Linked DNA regions of Macaca fascicularis: region 2 is linked to region 1. Evidence: chromatin contacts called from public Hi-C data. All regions are on one chromosome and are shown on one strand. Each heading gives the region's core, a stretch centred on a gene start, on an enhancer-like site or on the middle of the called end of the contact. The rest is flanking DNA. Distances are from core to core; before and after follow the strand shown.

What was found. Hi-C and Micro-C count contacts between places; a contact is called where the count stands out from the background.
Region 2: a contact with region 1 is called in a Hi-C map of liver, with 2.8 times the contacts expected there. The contact joins the enhancer-like site here to the promoter of SLC38A2 in region 1. A contact is called at or near these places in 2 of 2 Hi-C or Micro-C datasets (liver and skeletal muscle).

Annotation. Positions count from the first base shown.
Region 1 is chr11:53,086,598-53,090,724 of T2T-MFA8v1.1, forward strand. It overlaps SLC38A2 (solute carrier family 38 member 2), which reads right to left and starts at 1,462. Exons shown (of 15, transcript XM_074006681.1): 1 at 1,174-1,462; 2 at 1-40.
Region 2 is chr11:53,373,808-53,377,848 of T2T-MFA8v1.1, forward strand. No RefSeq gene overlaps it. Among named protein-coding and RNA genes, the nearest start is that of SLC38A4, 160 kb to the right of the region's middle. Within about 2 kb of position 1,459, at least 1 of the 6 cell types and tissues checked has an H3K27ac peak or open chromatin away from gene starts, as enhancers often do. A contact at or near this core is called in liver, where this site is marked.

The DNA.
Region 1 (4,127 bases), core at 212-2,711:
CTTTTGTCCTTGGCGGTGGGTGCACCGGCCGCGAGTCGGCCTGCGAAAGTAGAGGCGGCGCGTCAGGACTGCAGCGCCCGCCCGCCGTGGTCAGGTGACGCCGCGGGGAGGCGCAGCGCGGCTGATTCATCCCAGGCCAGGCGAGTGGAAAAGTACCAGCCGCGCGCGAGGGGCGGGGGCGCGCCAAGGGGCGGAAAAGTACAGACGGCTGAGCCGCGGAGAACAAAGATGATTCCACCGCTGTGCTGCGGCCGCCGAGGCCCCCTACTCCGGCAGATTTCAGTATTTCACCCTCTCTATTGTCCCCAGTCGGAGTGGAGGGGCCGAAGAGGGCTCTGTTTTGCTTTTTCCCAGCCGCTGCAAACGTGCACAGGCACTCAGGGCACACATGCAGCCCCGACCCTGGCTCGTGTGCATGCAACCTAGGCGCATGGCTTCCCGTTTCTAGCATTTGGAACAGCAATGCTGCGTAATCTGTCCTTTACTGCCTGGAGTCCCCACACCGGGAAATGCCTCGGCCGCACACAGCCTTCCCCAGAAGGAGGCGGAAAGGGCCGACACTACTCTCTCGAGGGGGGCGAACGCCTGGGCCCCGGGAGCTGGGGGTTTATTTACACACGCGCGCGCCAGTGCCCTTAAGCACACCCGTCCACAAGCAGCTGGCCCGCGAGTGCTTCGCCCGCTCAGCCCCTCCTATGTCTGGAAAGCAAACTGATGCAATATCGATCGTCGATATTGTCAAATGTTCTCAACTTGTCTTCCCCAATCTTGGCCTCTCCTATAATACATGCCCAAGCCCACCTCCGCCGCCCCCAGATTCCTGGTTCCCTGGACTTAATTTTTTTTTTTTTTTATTAAATGCAAATCAGTCACAAGACTTGCCGCAGCAGAGCCGCGGGCCAGGCTGGCTCCCCTCCCCCTAATGGGAAGATGCGGCTCCGCACCGGGCAGGCACGCGGCCCGGGCCCAGCGCCTGCTCTCCTGCCCACGTCGCGGGCGCGACCCCTGCGCGGCGGGCCAGGATGGAAGGCTGGCCAGGCCAACCGACAACGCCCGCCTCGAAAGGAAACGGACCCCGCGGTCGCCTTCCCGCGCGGCCCCTCCCGGAAGCCCCTCCCCCACTCTCGCCCGGGTCCCGCGCCCTCCCCACAGACACCCCCCCGCACGCGTTACCTCGGTGGTCTCTGTTCTTGTACCCTGGAAACCTCACGCAGACGTCTCCAGTGGGTTTCTCTCAGTCAAATACAAATCATAAAAAACAAACAAAAAATTTCCCCAAATCCAACAACAGGCAGGAAAAATAATTTTAATAAAAAAGGAAATGACAAACTGCCGCCCCAATCCTCCGGCGTCCGCCGTGTCAAAGGAAAGGCGCGAGTGTGCGGTAACGCGTGGTTGGGCTGCTGCTGCTGATAGCAGTACTGGAAAGGCGTTCACTAGGGCGGCGGCGTCGCGGGGCTCTGTAGCAGCCCTTTGAGCGGCGGGTTATAGCGGCACCCCGGGACGCGTCAGTGGGCGGGGCCGCGGCCGCCCGGGCGCCTTCTCTTTGTGTATCAACACCACCTGGGCCCCACCTCCGACCCGCCCAGCCCGAGGCCCCGCCTCCCTGCACCTCCCTCTGCGGCCCGCGCCCGCGGCCCAGCCCCGCCCGAGGGCGCCCCCAAGACTCTCCCGCAAAGCCAAAGCCCACTCTCTCCAGCTTCCTAGTCTGGAAAGACCCCCAGATGCTGCCGCTGCCTATCCTTTTCAGCCCGGGTTGGTGCTCAACACATGCGGTTGTCTTTGAGGAGCCATCTCCTTAAAATTTTCTCCTGTCCGATTCACCAGCAGTCCTTGCTTTGGGGGCACATATCAAGGCTTTTCGGGGACACCACCCTCCCACCAAACACTTTCTTGATTGTTATTTTTGTGATTTACAATGAGGTTTTGTCTCACAAACTTGGGCCAAGACAGCAACGTTGTCCTGATGGTTTGTTGTTGTTTCTTTTCCACCTAGACCTGCTTTCACTCTTCAAAACTAGCCCGAGGTCGGCTAGCAGCTCCTTTTCGGGATGACCTTTTTGTACGGCCATGGAAAACCAGACTAGCGGAAAGGCTACCTTTTGGCCAGCAAGCCAGACCCCTTAGAAGGAGGCCCCAGTAGGGAGCCCGGCGCTCCTAAGGCTGCTTGGGAGTCCCCAGTTTTCCATTCGCTGACACGTCGCTTCTCTTATCCCACCACCACCGCCCCCTGCAAGGGCACTGCCTTGTATGAATGCGGGTCTGAGGCGCTTTCTGCAGAGCCTGGTCCTTTCCCTTCAATGGTGATGTGGTCTTGCTGAGCCAGGCAACTAGGGGGGCCCCTTCACTGTGGAGAAAGTGGTGCTGCGGGAAAGGCAAGACTCACTCCCTTGCTGGAAACAAAGACCCCTTAGGAGAGAGAAATGTTCGTGGAATGAATGAACAAACAAGTTTGACCTACTGCTCTCTTCCTTATGGGGACGTGGGAGAAACTGGGCAGGGCACAAAGCAAAGGGCTGGGTGTGATCACAATTTTTGCTTTCAATATTTTACTGAGGAAATCTGTACAACTGCCTATTTCCGCCGCACATGAGGCTTCGGGTGCCCTCGCCTGCACCAGTGTTTATGATTGACAAGCGAGGGCCCGATTTCCCCCATCACACTCCTGTGTTCCCTACCCCAAACCTTCTAACCTTCTACTCCGCTCAGGCCAGTCTTTTTTTTTTTTTTTTTTTTTTTTGAGACAGAGTTTCGCTCTTTTTGCCCAGGCTGGAGTGCAATGGCGCGATCTCGGCTCACCGCAACCTCCGCCTCCCGGGTTCAAGTGATTCTCCTGCCTCAGCCTCCCGAGTAGCTGGGATTACAGGCATGTGCCACCACCCCGGCTAATTTTGTATTTTTAGTAGAGACGGGGTTTCTCCATGTTGGTCAGGCTGAAATAATAGTCATTCTTGCTTTGGTGGCCAACCTCCTCTCACCCCCTTAAATGCCGCTATCGCACAAGGCTTAGCCTTTGAGCCGCAGGAAAGCACCCCGCATGCCCCATAGCGTCCCTCCCTACTCTGTCCTCTTTTTGCAGGTACTATTTTCTAAAACAATATGGTGATGGACTTTTAAAAACCCATGCTGTCATGCACTCAAAATCATTCCAGACTATTTGTAGTATCATCTGCCCAAAGAGATTGTGAACTCCCCAAGGGCAGGTTTGGAATTTGACACACAATTAGGGCTGAAAAAACTATCTTCCTTCAACATACATTCCCCACTAAAATCAATCAACTCTTCTTGTCACAACAATCTTGGTAGTGGTAGGTTAGAGAGGAGTCCCAGGAAGTTTCTTTAGATCAGGTTTCAACTGATAACAATCAAAAGGTCTTAAACCACTTTTTCATTCCAGATGAATCTCTGGTCGTTTCCTCTGCCCAGTTAGAGGTGCTAAGGAGGCCCTCAGGGTTGGTAGTTATGGGTGGCAAGTTGCACTATAAGTAAATCTCATGTCCTTTGGACTTTTTGGTGGTTCGTATTGCAACACATATTTAGGAGAAGCACAATACCTGTACAGCTGAGGGCAAAGTGGTGGGAGGGGCAGGGGGGGCTGCAGTAATGATCTGGTCTCTGTGATCAGAACTTGAACAGTAAATGACAAAAAAAGAAGAGGGGGTAAACTTCCATGTTTTTATTGACAGTTTGATTTGTCTTTCCGAGGGCCAAACTGAGGCACGCCTGCTAACTCCATCAGGCTTCCAGCTGAGGCCTGATGTGCTCTGAGCAATTGCTGTTATGCTTTGGGCTTGAATGCATTGGACACAGTGTCCTCATTCAACTTCTGGGAAACGATATTGCCAAATACCTATTGGTCATAATTTTGTTTGATTTCTAAGCTACTGTTCTAGAAGAGCAGCATTTTTTAAACTTTCAGAATGGGACCAAGTGGTGGATAGTGATGAATTCAGTGGATTACTACTAGCTTTTTATTTCCTTCAATGCAGTAGAACAGAATACTTTTTTAAAAAAATCAGTATGCCATATGTACTATTATTCTGCAAATCTTTTATCTTGATTATGCGTGTATATATATATGTGTGTGTGTATATATGTACATATGTATATATTTGTGATTATCTGTG
Region 2 (4,041 bases), core at 209-2,708, 290 kb after region 1:
TCTGCTGACAGGCTCTGTCTCTCTGTTTCTGCATTCATATTAAACACACAGAAGCAACATTTTACATTTTAGAAGACATTAATTGAACAATTGATATGTAATTTTCCTTCTTGCAAAAATAGATTATAACTATTGTTTAGAATAGCAAACTAGTAGAAAAATTTTTGGAATTATAATAACATAGACACATTTTTAAATAGTCGAGAAGACAAAACAGTCACAGAGAGAAGATAAGAGTAATTCCACAGAGTTTGCCTGGGAGGGGAATGGGTCTTGGAAGGAAGTCTTTAGAAGAAATATTTGCTGCCAAAGAGACTACTTAAAGAAAGGGCTCACCAAGGCTTAGAAATGAGAGAGAGAGGGCAAGAGAGAGAATACTCCACCCATCGGCAAGCAAGGAGGCAGATACCAACTTGCCCTGAGAATCAAGACAGCCTTGTCTGTACAGAATAAGCACAAATACTTCTCATGTAAAGGTATTTTCTAAGATGAATTTTTTAAAGGTAAAATGTTAAGATAGTATATGTCTCAAGAGTTTCTAAACACAATTAAGCATGAAGTAATCACAAACTCATCAGTTTATGCCCCTCTGTCATCATCATTATGAACATCTCCTTTCACTCTCAAAAATGGCTCTGACTGCATAATAAATGATACGGTTGTGCTGATCAGGAGGAGCGTTTGGAAACGGGACCTTTATTGAATGAAGTGTTACATCATAGAGTCCTATCTTTGCCGTTAAAGATTTCGAAATCTCAAGCTGAAAACTCTGAAATAATATTCAGTGTAGAGGGAGGGTGAATGTTTCTGTCTTGTGTTAAAGAAATATGCAAGGGGTGGCCTCAAGTTCTCATTTCTGACTTCCTTTTCTGGTAATGCCGGCCGGAGCGTTTCCAAGAAGTTTAATCTTCCTTTGTACAGGATTAAGAAAGGAACAAGGGACAGGATTTTTTTTAAACAATGATATGTGCAAGTCATTATTTAGAACATGACAAATGTACAGACATATCTTTCACATGAGCAAGGCAAATACAACTCACTTGGATTTTCCTGCTAAACGTATACAATGGGCTGCCAGAAGTTTCAGTCCTAGGAAAGTAGGAAAAACACCAAGGGAGGTCTCTGACCATTTGATTAAGTCTAGAAACTGCCATTGATAGAAAATTCAGCAGAGAGATTCTTATCTTTCTGTGGTTGTTATAACAATGAAACACATATGTAAATACTGATGTTGCTACCTAACCACAGCATTGAAATAGAATTCTTTCCTTATAGCCTTGGACTGCTTGGTCATCCTGAGAGAGTGCCCCTCTCTCAAATGTTCCCTCTACAACAGTGAGACTGTGATGAGAACAAATGCAGTTCAACAATCCGTCCAGGAGGGAGAAGCCAGGAGCTCCAATACTGACTGGTGTATGGATCTTCTTCAGTCTGATTCTTTCTAAGTTTCTTGCTAGTTCAGTGTCCCCTAGTGGTAACTGGCCTCATTAATGAACAGGCTGGTCACAGGAAATAGACTGGTAGACCTGTATAATCATGGTCTCGTTCATTAGTGTTTTATAATGAACATAAATTCTTAGGACCTACTAAGTACCAGGTAGTATGTCTTCTCATCAACCCTCTGAGTAGCAAATTAGCAACATCTAAAATAAGAAACAGAGGTTCTTACCTACAGACATAAGAAAACGGAGGTTCAAGGAGCCTAACGTGGCACAGCCAAAGATTGGTATGTTGTAAGAGTCAGAGCCAGGATTTGAAACTAGGATGTTTGACCCTTAGTCCTAATGTTGTTGTTGTTCTATTTGTTGATTTTTAACTGTATTCTCATGTTTCATGGTCCAAGATGACAGACATTTTCTAGATACAAATGCAGCATAGTGGCAATTAGGAGAGGAGGCTCAAGATCACTGAATCTCTCCTGCCTCACCTTTGCTGCCTCTGAACTTTCTGACTTTGTGAGGGTTGGGAGGGCACAGGGTAGAATGAACAAAGAACGGGCCTTATGTGGGCGCACCCAGGTTTACATCCTAGCTCCACCACTCCACCATTCACTCAGTAAATATCTATGGAGTACTAACCATACTCTAGGCCCCAGAGACACAGTGATACAGAACCGGGGAAATATTTTTCACTGTGTTTCTCATTCTTTCTGATCCCCAGTTCTGTAAACTCTAAAATTGAGGTGGGTATACCACTGAATATTTTTGGAAGGTGAATATTGAAAGTTATCTAACATGTTATGAAAAGAACGATAGCTGGTAATTGAGGGCAAAACGGTAATACTGATGGCCCAGTGCAAGGCAGCTTTTGCAAGCTGAAGGCAACTGATTGGTGCAATATCCTTAGAACCCTCTTTTGAGCTGGCTGTCTGCAGATATAATGAAATCTGTGTACCATAACATATTTTACTTAGCCAAGTCCTGAATTCTCTTTGTGACATTAAAGGAATGATTTGTCTCTTCATCCACTCCAAACTACAGAGGTGACAGTTTGTAATTGTGGACTTGGGTGTCAGTGTTGCCACAAAAACAAAAAAAAAAACTGATCTGTTTCCCAGCCAAAGGTTGGTGTCTAGATATTTGAGATGATGTCTTTTGAGGAATATATTTAAAAGACTGAATGGTAACATGTTTTTTGTGAGCAATATTCTACATTATAGTGATGCTAATATCATATTTACTTAGAACTTTGGGTATGTCAGAAGCATTTTGTTCCTTAAGGAACCACGTATTCCTTTTTCTAATACAATAATTGAGAAAACTAGCTTGGGAAACTAAAAAAAAAAATCACTGAATGTTAGAACATGAGCATAAGTTAAAGATTTTCTAATTCAACCTCCTCATTTTACAGACTGGAACACAAGTAAGATTATGTGTCTTATTCAAAGTAATTCTTTAATTAATTCATTCAACACGTATTTATTGTGTGTCTTTCATGCACCAGGTAGTGTCGTTCTACATGTTGGGGTTACAGCAGTGAGCAAAACAAACACAGTCACTGCTTTCATGGACTTTTATTCTAGTGAGAAGGGAGATATTTAATAAAAATTAAACAAAGAAATATATAAAAGGTCAGGTAATGCTAAATGTCAAAGAAAACATAATCAAGCAAGGTGAGGGCTAAAGGGTGATGAAGGGGAGTCCTTTCTTAGAAGCAATGTTCAGTAAAGGCAACATTTGAGCACAGTTCCAAATGAGGAAAGGGAGTGAACTGCATGGATATCTGGGGAAAGAGCATTGCAGCCAGAGAGAACAGTAAGTGCAAAGGCCCTGAGGTGGACTCCCACTTAAAGACCAAGGTGGCCAGAATACAAAGATGGAGGGCAAGAGGGGCAGGGAAATGTCATCTGAGAGCAGGGAGTGGAGGAGGCACATCCCACAGGGCCCGGTGGGTGTGATAAGGGCTTTGAGCTTTTAGGTCCTGGAGGGCTTTGAGTTGAGAACAGACATGATCTGATTTATGTTTTAGAAGGATGACACAAGAGCCGAGATCAGACTCGAGTCCAGGTCTCTTTAAGGTAGAGCCCGTAAGTCTTCCCACTGTCACATGAAATACTTACTGTATACTGGCAGCTGAAACTAAAGGGCAGATCTGGGAAATTTTTAGAAAATCTATATATTCATAATATTACCAAGTTTGATGCTTTCTATCAGAATTTAGTAAACACAAAGTAATGAAAATTATGCTCACACCTTCTTTCATCTCTCTGAAGGAGAAATGACAACATTTCGATACTTTAACATCCTTAACATATTTTAACACATCTTCACCAACTTCCATGACTAAAATAAACTAGGGAAAATAAAACAATGTGCTCCTTGCTGAGAAATCACACAACTCTGGCTTAGGATTTAAGTGAGTGGAGAAAGAAGCTGCCCTGTGAGATCATTTTGTCTGTTCTTGGACTGTGGCATGCCTTTTGCACATTACAGGTCAAAATTTAAAAAGATTCTGTACTTGTGAAGAAAGAAGTTTGGTATTGTTCCTTAAAGTTGAGACTATTATTCTCCTCTTTTCATTCCTTACTTGATCTGATCAGTA